Regions from separate parts of the Pan troglodytes genome. Here region 2 is linked to region 1. A link is a contact called in public Hi-C data. All regions are on one chromosome and are shown on one strand. The core of a region is the stretch at or near the end of the contact, and the rest is flanking DNA. Distances in the headings are between cores, read along the strand shown.

Evidence for each region. Hi-C and Micro-C count contacts between places; a contact is called where the count stands out from the background.
Region 2: a Hi-C map of stem cell-derived neural progenitor cells shows a contact between it and region 1, with 2.4 times the contacts expected there. The contact joins the promoter of ANKRD44 here to the enhancer-like site in region 1. A contact is called at or near these places in 1 of 7 Hi-C or Micro-C datasets (stem cell-derived neural progenitor cells) and 1 of 1 datasets of contacts at active chromatin or transcription factors (stem cell-derived excitatory neurons).

The regions. Positions count from the first base shown.
Region 1 is chr13:99,008,633-99,013,906 of NHGRI_mPanTro3-v2.0_pri, forward strand. It overlaps ANKRD44 (ankyrin repeat domain 44), which reads right to left. Exons shown (of 28, transcript XM_063791430.1): 19 at 1,152-1,239; 20 at 10-127. Among named protein-coding and RNA genes, the nearest start is that of PGAP1, 89 kb to the left of the region's middle. Within about 2 kb of position 2,534, at least 8 of the 24 cell types and tissues checked have an H3K27ac peak or open chromatin away from gene starts, as enhancers often do. A contact at or near this core is called in stem cell-derived neural progenitor cells, where this site is marked.
Region 2 is chr13:99,308,892-99,314,165 of NHGRI_mPanTro3-v2.0_pri, forward strand. ANKRD44 (ankyrin repeat domain 44) reads right to left here and starts at 2,524. Exons shown (of 28, transcript XM_063791430.1): 1 at 2,205-2,524. The coding sequence starts at 2,231.

The DNA of each region.
Region 1 (5,274 bases), core at 1,284-3,783:
TGTACATACCCCTCTGTGTAAAGCTGTGCATCCTAGGATGTCAACAGTGTCTACGTTGGCTTCCTTTTCAAGTAACAATGAAACAGCGTCAATATGTCCATATGCTACTGCAAGCATCAGTGGTGTTCTAGGCAGAGAGATAAAGCAGGCTTTCAAAAAGGAGATTTAAAAAAATATTCATCACTACCAGTAGGAGGACATTCTCTTTCTCTCTCCCATTCTCTTCCCCTCTCCTTTTGACAATTTCTTAATATTTTCTAAGTGTCCCCAGTTTGCTATACAATATGCAGAACAAGCTATCTGCCTCTGCTCTAATGGCCACATGGAATGTTGTTAGTGGAATGATCCCTAGGGATGAGGCAGGGGAAGCTTCCTTTTCAAAATATTCATGTTAATCCCATCATTTTCAGATCCATGTAGCATTTACTAGATATCAAGGGTGAGGAGTATGTGTATGCAGAAGCCCCTCTTGCTTCCATCAGAGCAGCTCTACTTTGTAGCATTCTATGTTGGACTTCTGCTAAAGATTTCATTTACACAAAGCTTCTTTCCCTAAAGAAAAGTCTGTCAAGTCTCAGGGAAAGAATGAAGTGTTGTGATGCAAGAGGGAGGTGAGATTCTGACTATCACACTGATTCACATGCCTGGGGCTAGTCACTGCTGACTTTTGCTCTGCATTTCCTATTTGTAAGAGAAGATTAGGTGGGGAATATGCCAACAGAAGGAAATTACTTTGAAAAAGCAAAGTTGAGGAAGAAAAGGCATCTGAAGGATTTTAATAATAGAGATAACCTCATGAGGTCTGTCCTATTTATTAATTAGAAAATGGCAATGGTGTAGCAGCTTCAGAAGAAGGTAAAAATGGGCGGAAAGAGGGAACAAAGGAGAGAATATAAATAAGAACCGGGAAACATGGCCACAGCCCTTAAAAAGGTGATCCTTTCGTCAAGACATGTGCACACCCACTCCTTCATGCTTTTCTTGGATATACGCACTGTGACTTAAAGCCACCTCATTGTGTATTGGTCCTGGTCCAAATATATTCCCCCAACTTCTCGGTTCCGCAGTGAGCCTTGTAATGATTTAAGAAACCAACCAGGTGGCTGCTGTGATTGAAATGTCAACCCAAGGCCACGTGTCAGCGCACTTACTGTCCTTTGGCATCTTTCACATCGACCGCCTCCGGGTTGTCTGCAATTTCTAGCAACAGCCGTAAACACAGTGTGTGACCATTAATTACTGAAAAAGAAAACAGTGGACAGTCTTTTAACAGAACAACACTACACATATCTCTTCCAAATGACTTTTTTTTTTTTTTTTTTTTTTGAGATGGAGTCTCGCTCTGTCGCCAGGCTGGAGTGCAGTGGGGCGATGTCATCTCACTGCAATCTCCACCTCCCGGGTTCAAGCGATTCTCCTGCCTCAGCCTCCTGAGTAGCTGGGATTACAGGCATGCACCACCATGCCTGGCTAATTTTTGCATTTTTAGTAGAGACAGGGTCTCACCATCTTGGCCAGGCTGGTCTCGAATTCCTAGCCCCAGGTGATCCGCCATCCTCGGCCTCCCAAAGTGCTGGGATTACAGGCATGAGCCACCAAGTGACCTTCTGAGACAGAATCTCACTCTGTCGTCCAGGCTGGAGTGCAATGATATGATCTTGGCTCACTGCAACCTCCGCCTCCCGAGTTCAAGTGATTATTCTGCCTCCTGAGTAGCTGGTATTATAGGCATGCACCACCACACTCGCTAATTTTTGCATTTTTAGTAGAGATGGGGTTTCACCATGTTGCCTAGGCTGGTCTTGAACTTCTGGGCTCAAGCAATCTGACTGCCTTGGCCTCCCAAAGTGCTGGGATTACAGGCATGAGCCACCGTGCCTGGCCCCAAGTGACATTTATTTGGACTTCAAATCAGTGGTTTTCCATTGTTGCCGCTGGATCCCCCTCGGCTTCCAGCTCAAGGTAGTTTCCAGGCAGAGTGCCTCTGTGTTAATCTGTCTTCCCCCTTCTTCCTAGCAGGGTGCATTGATCCCCACCTTCCTTTTCTAGTTCCTGTGTTGAGGGTTTTTTCTTACACTTAGGGTCCTTTCTTATCTCCTGTCATGGGACTAATAATCTCTCCCCACTAGTCAGCTCCCCTTTTTGTTCCTCTGAGTCACCCAATTCCATATAATCATACTGTATCTACCCTGCCTCCAACCCCTTTAAAAAGAAGGAAGAAGGGAGAGAAGGGAGTGGAAGTGTGAGGGGAGCAGGAGCAGGATGGAGGAGGAGGAGGAAGGCGAGGAAGGAAGGAGAGAAGTGGAGGGGAGAGGGGAGACGGTCAGAAGGGAAGGGAGTAGGGACCTGGGGCCGCCTCTTCTCCCAGGTCGTTTTACATTCTGAGGTAGATATTCAGAAGAGGTGTTCCTGCAATCGCTCTGACTGATGGGTGGTGGCAGAAAACAAAACCTCACGCCGGCTGGGTGTGCACGCTCCATCCGCTCACTGTTGAGTGACGGTCCCTCAGCCCCGCGGTCACCGAGCCACAGGCGGCGCTTTCTCTGACTTCCCAGGCGTCCTCGTGCCTGGCCGAGGTGTGACTGGGCTCCCTGGGAGCCCTTTCCTAGGCCAGACTGGGCCTCCCCCTGCCCCTCCTCGCCCAGCGGACCGAGTGGGGGCCAATGTGGGCAGGAAATGCGGCCCCCACGCGGGGCCGGCCTGGACCGGCTGGGGCGGGAGCACTGGATGCACTCCTGTGCACACCAATTCCAGGCAGCTTTAGAAGGCTGTAGTGGTCCCACAGGGGCTGGGAAGCAAACCTGTGATGATAACCTCAGGGTAAGCTGCTTTCTGCCAGGCTATTGAACGCAAACCAAAGCCTTATGATAGGCATGACTTCCCACTCAGGGAGTAAGATGAGAGCAACCGTGGTTAAAATTCCAAACGTGACCTTCTCTCCTCTCTAACAATGAGAAGGCCACAAAGTACATTGCATTTGCCACATTATGGATGTGGAGAGAGAAGGGAATAGACGCCGCTATGTGAGGTTGATAAAGGCTCTCCTAAGAGCTGCATTTTACAGACCTTTTATTTACTTGCCAGCCACAAGAGAATGCTAATTTAACAATGACACATTTTTTCAGGGACAATACATACATAGTGGAATTAGCTTGCATTCATCAACAGCACTCAAATGAACTACAGGAATAATGTGCACATTTTGTAGACCATTGCATTCAGCTAATTCTCAGCAACATTCCATTTATGTATCTCGGGAGGAAATTCTGTGGATTGGAGTACAGGTAATATGTCGTTGCTGCTGCTGTTATGTTTTTTGTTCTTACAATTACACTAAATCTGCTACCATTGGTGAAGTAGGCAAGAAGTTTAATGTATGGCTAAAAGGAAATGACTGGCAAAGGACTGACAGCTGAATACTGCAGATGGCAGGTTCATGAACATGGAAAAACAGCATATTTTGATTGGTTCCTCTTTCTGTAGCAACTTAATACTCTAAATAGTCATAATCATAATAGTTCAAGTGACATTTGATATTTGGCTAAACATAAGAAGAAAAAAATTATCTAACTTCATATAACTCACCCAATGTGTTAGATAGCAAAACAGTTTCTACAGTTGTGCTTTTGTTTTGTTTTGTTTTGTTTTTTGGTACAGTAGCTTTTTGAACTTAGCTAATAGCCCTCAGGTATTTTTTTTTTTTTTTTTTTGAGGTAGAGTCTAGCTCTGTTGCCCAGGCTGGAGTGCAGTGGCGTGAACTCGGCTCACTGCAACATCTGCCTCCTGGGTTCAAGCGATTCTCCTGCCTCAGCCTCCCGAGTAGCTGGGACTACAGATGCGCACTACCATGCCCAGCTAAGTTTTGTATTTTTAGAAGAGATGGGGTTTCACCTTGTTGGCCAGGCTGGTCTCGAATTCCTGACCTCAGGTGATCTGCCCTCCTCGGCCTTCCAAAGTGCTGGGATTACAGGCATGAACCACTGCGCCCAGCCCCTCGGGTAAATCTAAGTTCCCCTGAAGTTGGTAGCCAAACTTAAATTCTCTTTGGCTTCCTACACACTACATTTCTTTGTCCCCAAATTGCCTTCTAGCAAAAAGATGCTAACATCTTTAGCTCTGCTGCCAAGTTCAGCTTTGTCTCAGACCAGCTCAGCCTCTTCCTATGAGTGACAACCATTTTTCACACGACTCAAAGACTACAAACTGTCACTCCAACTATCTGTGCCAAAACCTCTCATACTTGTCCTGGCTCTTGCTCCTCATAGTGCTCCAAGGATTTGAAACTCAAAATATTGGCCTCTCAAAAGAGTTGAAAAAGATTTTGGGTAAGCAGATCCTCAAAGCACATGCTAAAGCTTCTGCACAGTAGACATTTTGTGAACAGTCCAGTGACAGTGTCTTTTTAGTGAATGACAGGAGGAAAATCCAAGCTGACTGAGTCTTCTTGACCACTAGGGGGCTTCACTGGACCACAACCCATATCACACTGGCAAATGAGTGAAAATGATTGTTCTTCATTGTTTACCTGTTTATAAGGGCGATTTTCCACAATCAAAGTAGGCCCTTTGTAATTGTCAGGAATTATATAATAACAAAAATAGGATGCTTCTCTTAAAAATAGCAACTAAGCTTTTAAAAAGGAGGACAAAATTTGAATTTTATAATAATAACAAGAATGGCTGGGGAGAAAAAAGACTAAATGTGATGAGAAATGAGAATTTATAATTCAACCACACCAACTATTACTAACCTTATGGCTAACGTTTTTTTTTTTTTTCCAGCAACAATCATTTCCAAGTAAGTAGGCAACAATTAGGTTTTTTCAACCTCTGTATTGTTTTTCTTCAGTGGCTTGGAAATTCACGGACATAGATGGAAATAGTTTTTTACAAGGTCTATCATTCTGGGAAAATTTTCCCAAGTAACAAGAATCATAAAGTCTTTTGAAAAAGTGTCTTCACTTATTTGCTTCCTCAATACACCCATTTCACCAAGTAAGACAGTTATTTATCGTTACAAAATGTTATCTACTACCCTAATCAAAGGCTGATATCACTGGATTTCCTGAGCCAAAGATATCTATGCCTTAGCTGAGCTAGAGACTCTTCCATATTACCCTTATGTCTGTGTATATATCTAGAAGTGTCTTGACACAGGTTTTCATGGGCATGGAAGAAAAATCCCAGAAAAGGCAAATGACTTTCTTTTTGATATATACATGTACTTTTAAAGCGTCTTGATTTTTACATCGATGTGTAAAAAAGCTAAGAAACA
Region 2 (5,274 bases), core at 1,274-3,773, 300 kb after region 1:
TCTAAGAATTGAGTCTCAAACAGAAAAGGTAAGACTATATAAGGCAAGAAAGACCACACACTTACTTCCTGGACCTAAAGCTACACAGAAACCATCGTTGTTCACCACCCCACCCCACCCAGGCCACTTCCCCACCCCATCTCCTTCTGACTTTGTCCCAAGATAGACTGGACATTTTCAGAAGTTCTTGAATCTTAAAACGCCTTAGGTTCTTTTTACGTATCTGGAGATGGAACCAAATAAACGTTGTGTGACTCTTCCTTTCTCTCCATACTCATACTAGTTTATTGGGGGAAGGAAGGAAATATACTTGGAAACATCTTAAAAGGCAACATCTTTGAAATTCCTGCTCTGATAAGCCCTGAAGAATAACTTCCTCTCTTTGTAAGACCAAGTAATACACTTCTCACTAGGGTTGATCTTGATCTAGGAAGAGATATTTTCTTGTAACCCTTACAACACATCCAATGAGATGATGGAGCTATCCTATACCAACTGTAGCAGAAAGTACAAGCACCTGGAAGGCAGAAGACAAGAGCTAGTCCCAGTCCTGCAGGCCTATAGCTGGCATTCTTTGAGGAAGACTTGCTTCACTTCTCCAGATCTGTTTTGTCATTTAGAAAATGAAGGGTTTGGGCTAGATCATCCTTAGAGTCCTTACAACTCTAAACTTCTATGTGATGTTCTTTCTTATATGTGATAACAATACCTATTAGAACCATTCTTTGTACTTTGAAGATCTAGGGATTAACAGACAAGTACAGCAACGTGTACTAGCAAAGATGACAGGCCCAAGACACGCTAAAACTGTAGGATTTAAAATAAGCAAATGTCTAACAGTTGGCAAAGTATGTGACCAAAAGGTGAAGGAAATCCTGATATCAACTTACACTTTTAAATGCTCTGGAACCAATGAGAACAAATACATTCATCACAAGTACCAGCTGCTCTTCTTACTAAATTTAACAATAACATGAATTTTAACTCAGTGATTTCCCCATCACCAACCCCGCCAAACACCTGTAAATATTTAGGAAAAACAAGCTAAAAAAACTGAATCTAAAAGGCAGGAGAACAAATCATTGCAAATCATTGTGGTGACGGACTGCACTTCAGTTGCAAGATGTTCTGGCTGGATACTAACTGGAGAACGCAAGGCAGCAGATGCAACCCATGGACAAGTTTGAGGTATTTAATACCAAGGGCTGGCAAGTCTGACCCTGTAGTCAAAGTCAAGATTGCCTCTCTGCCTACCAGGACCCCAAAACAAAGTTCCTTTCACTACCCACGAATAAACGGGGGTGGGGGTAGCAAGCCGTTTCCTTTTTTCGTGGAAAGAGCTGCAAAGAGTTTTGTCATGCAACTTGGTTTGGCGCCTGTTAGTGTCAATGTAAGAGCAGCAGAGTCCGCGAAGGTGGCTGTTACCATTCCACAGACCTGCGGCGAGGACTGTCAATCCGATTCAGCAAATAACCCCACCTCTCCAAGCCAGGACTCCAGAGCTGCCCTGTGTGGTGTCTCAGCAAGGAAAGCCAACAAAGCTGGTAGACACAGACAGACCGTAGCCCACCGCCTGTGAGTGGAGGCTCCGAGCCGACTTCACCACCTCCTCAGAGGGACCGGCCCGATACGAAAGGGCGGTCTCCAGGGGTCCCCATCCCGCACCACGCACACAGCCTGGGGCAACTAAAGAGGAAGTCGGATGTCACATCCAACGGATAAATAAAGACAGCCCGGCCACACAAGAGCCGCATTCCGGGCAGGACTCCTGCTAGGTTTGGGGAGGGGTCCCAGTCTGCGATCCTTTCTCCCTCTTCGTGCAGCGTCCTCCTCCCCGGGGCGCGGGCCGGCGGCGCCCACGCAACGCGGCGCGGTGCGAGTCCCGAGAGCACCTCGAGCCCCCGGCCCCCTCCCCAGCCCCGCCGGGCCCGCGGCCGCCGCACTCCCGCACGCCGGCTGCCCAGCGCCCACGGGCCCTGCCCCAGACTCGGGCGCGCAGTTCCGACGGCCCAGGGCGGGGACGGCGCGGCGGAGTGGGAGCTGCCGCCGCGGGCTCTCGGAGGCACCGGCGGCCGCACACACTCCTCCCCTTCGCCGCGAGTAAACAGCTCGCGGGCGCGCTCCAGCCGCGCCCCCATCCCCCCGCCGGGCTCCGCGCCGCCCCGCGCCCGCGCGTCCCGCCCGCCGGCGCCGCCGCCCCCTACCTGGTCGGTGAGTTTGAGCACTGCCATTCTTCCGCTCCTTCGCGCGCACACACATGCAGGTCCCCGGCCCGCAGATGTCACGCCGGGAGCCGGGGAAGCGGAAGGGATTGCCAGGGGAAGGGAAAAAAATCTGGCTCCCGAATTTGACAGCCCTCCCCCTGCTCCTCCTCCGCCGCCGCCTCCTCCCGCCGAGAGGCTGACACTGGCTAGTGGGGTTTGCAGCCGAGCCCGCCCGCCTTTCCACAGGAAGTACCGGCTGCTGCCAGCCGGGCCGCCACTGACATCACCGCGCGCTGGCTCGCTCGCCGCCCGCCGCCTGGGCCGACGCTGCCTCCTGCCGCCCGCAGCCGAGCCGCGCAGCCCGGCCCCCGGCGCTGCCCCCGCGCCCGCACCGGGCCGCCGCCTGCCTTCCGCACCTGCACGCGGCGCCCGGCCGGGCCGGCCCCGGGCCCTGGGCGGATCGCGGGCCTCCCTGACGGGTCTCACACATATGGGTGGGGAAGCCCGCGGGGACACACCCCGAGGGGGCAGGAAAGGCTCTCACTCACACGCCGTCCACTTTAACCGGGGAGATGGGATCACGCCCCCTTCCCCTAACCCAGAATCAGGTGGTGGCAGCGCTCCGAAGATCCCACCTCGCCAGGGACCGCAATTACGATGCTCTCTTTGTTTAATGCCAGGAGGCAGCGGACACATTGTGATTCTTTAGAGGGTGTTTGCCAAACATTTATGGGTGGAGGGAACAGAAGCTCTGGCCCTTCCACCTTGTTCTCCAGCCACTTTCCAGCTAAACACACACACACATATGCACACACACATACTATTGTTAAATTCAAACACCCTGGGTTTGGTTTTTGCTGGTGGGGGTGGAGTGGAGTTCCTGGAGAAGCAAAGCAGTCCTAAATCACCGAGTTAATGGGTCTTTTGGGTGTTCCCACCAGTCCTTACTGATCTCTACAAAATCCCAAGTTACCAAGCTCTTCAACAAATAGAAGACAGCTGTCAAACACCATGGGCTACAGATACAACGGGCATATTCGTAAGCATAGTAGCTGTTGATAGTTCTGGAATTTGGAGCAAACACTTATTCATTGAACAGCTATGTACTGAGTCCCTACCTTGTCAGGCACTGGCTAGGCACGGGAATAAACGGAGAGCATAAATAAGATAACCTGCTCTCAGAAGATGCCAACATAAACCACATAGTCTCTGCTAATGAATGTAATTACAAACTGAGATAAGGGATCTCAAGGGAAAACATGCTTCTGAAGTGAACCCACAACAAAGGAATCAGACCAGACTGGTGGGTGAGGGCAGGCTTCCCTGAGAAAGTGACAGGAGTTGAGATCTGGAGAAGGGATAATTAAGTAAGCAAGTGGAGAGGAAGTGCTCCCAGGCAGCCCCATGTGCCCCTGGCAGGCCATAGAGCAAACCTGTAGGGCAGCATTGAACAGCTTTGAAGAGCAAACTAGAGCTACAGAATTCTTTGGTCAAGACCAAACATCTACCTCTACTGCATATTCACAAACCAAATGTCCATTCTTCCTCCCTACTCTTAGAACCTCCCCCAAAGATTCCACATGAGACAGGAGAGAAAGGAGCATTAATATCCTCACATTTACCATCCAGCCACTGTGGTTGTCGAAGCAGCTAAATCTCAAATTTACCTTTATTAGTCTTATAGATTATAATTCAGATCATGCAGACAAGAAGAACCAAGGAACTTTGTTCCTGGCTTCCACTCCTCTGTTATCAATGTTGCATGGAAACAAACAAAAAAAATTCTAAGGCCTTTCTCAGACATACAACAGATTGTTTATGTTGCATCTATGAGTCAGTTCTTCACTGCTGTTATTGGTATGTCTATTTACTGAACACCCTGCATGGCTTTGTAAGTAAACTGAATAGGACCCTGCATTCTCTACTTAAATAGAGCCATCTTTCAGAAGAGTGATAACAAATGACTTAATTTGGAAGATTCACTCAAGATCCAATTTGATTCATCGCGGACATGCCTGCACCTAAGTTCCTCGGGCCAAAGTGAGGAGGCAGCAGTTTTCCACCCAATCAGACCATCATCCTCTTTTTGTAACTAGTATCTTTAACACTCCCCTTACTATCCTGAAAGGTAATTTGTGGATAATATTACCTACCAATACAAATTTCAAAAAAAAAAAAAACAGCAACAATATATTGTCCTAATTGTACAATAAAGGAAAAATTAAAGGAGAGTAATTTATAATGAATATGTATTTCAGTAGGTAAGTGGCAAAACACAACTCTCTTTGTCTTCTGACAAAACAAAGCAGTAAGATGCTTCCACCTATATGGAGAGGCTTTGTGAATGAGAGAATTACAAATGCAGACAGACGTGAACATATAGTGTTAGGAATTCAAATATCAAGATTGGTGTTGTCATAGGTGACCTGACTTTGTGAAAGGTTGAACAACTCGTGGCCAAGTTCCAAATAAAATAGGGAGCAGAAGATTTGGCAAAATTTATTGATAAGACTACACTTATCAGAAGGTCTGCTTTTAATGTGTTAGCCAGTACTTTGACAGTGATTCAAACACTTTGTTTACTTCATTAAATGAGACTCAGACTCAGCAGTTGACTATATTCGGTGAGCTTGAGAAGCCAGAATGCCCCTGGTATAATGTAGAGAAAGAAATCCAAAGGTTTGTGGAGATGGGAATGTTGGAATAATTTTATCATGTATAATCTGTACAGCCAACCCCTACATATTCCTGGAGAGCCAGATGATGATCTTTATACTGAAGCATTGAAAAATACAGGCCGGGCACCATGGCTTATGCCTATAATCCCAGCACTTTGGGAGGCTGAAGCAGGTGGGTCACCTGAGGTCAGGAGTTCGAGACCAGCCTGGCTAACATGGTGAAACCCCGTCTCTACTAAAAATACAAAAAATTAGCCAGGCGTGGTGGCATGCACCTGTAGTTCCAGCTACTTGGGAGGCTGAGTCACGAGAGTCGCTTGAACCCAGGAGGCAGAGGTTGCAGTGAGCCAATGACGCGCCATTGCACTCCAGCCTGGGCAACAAAGCAAGAC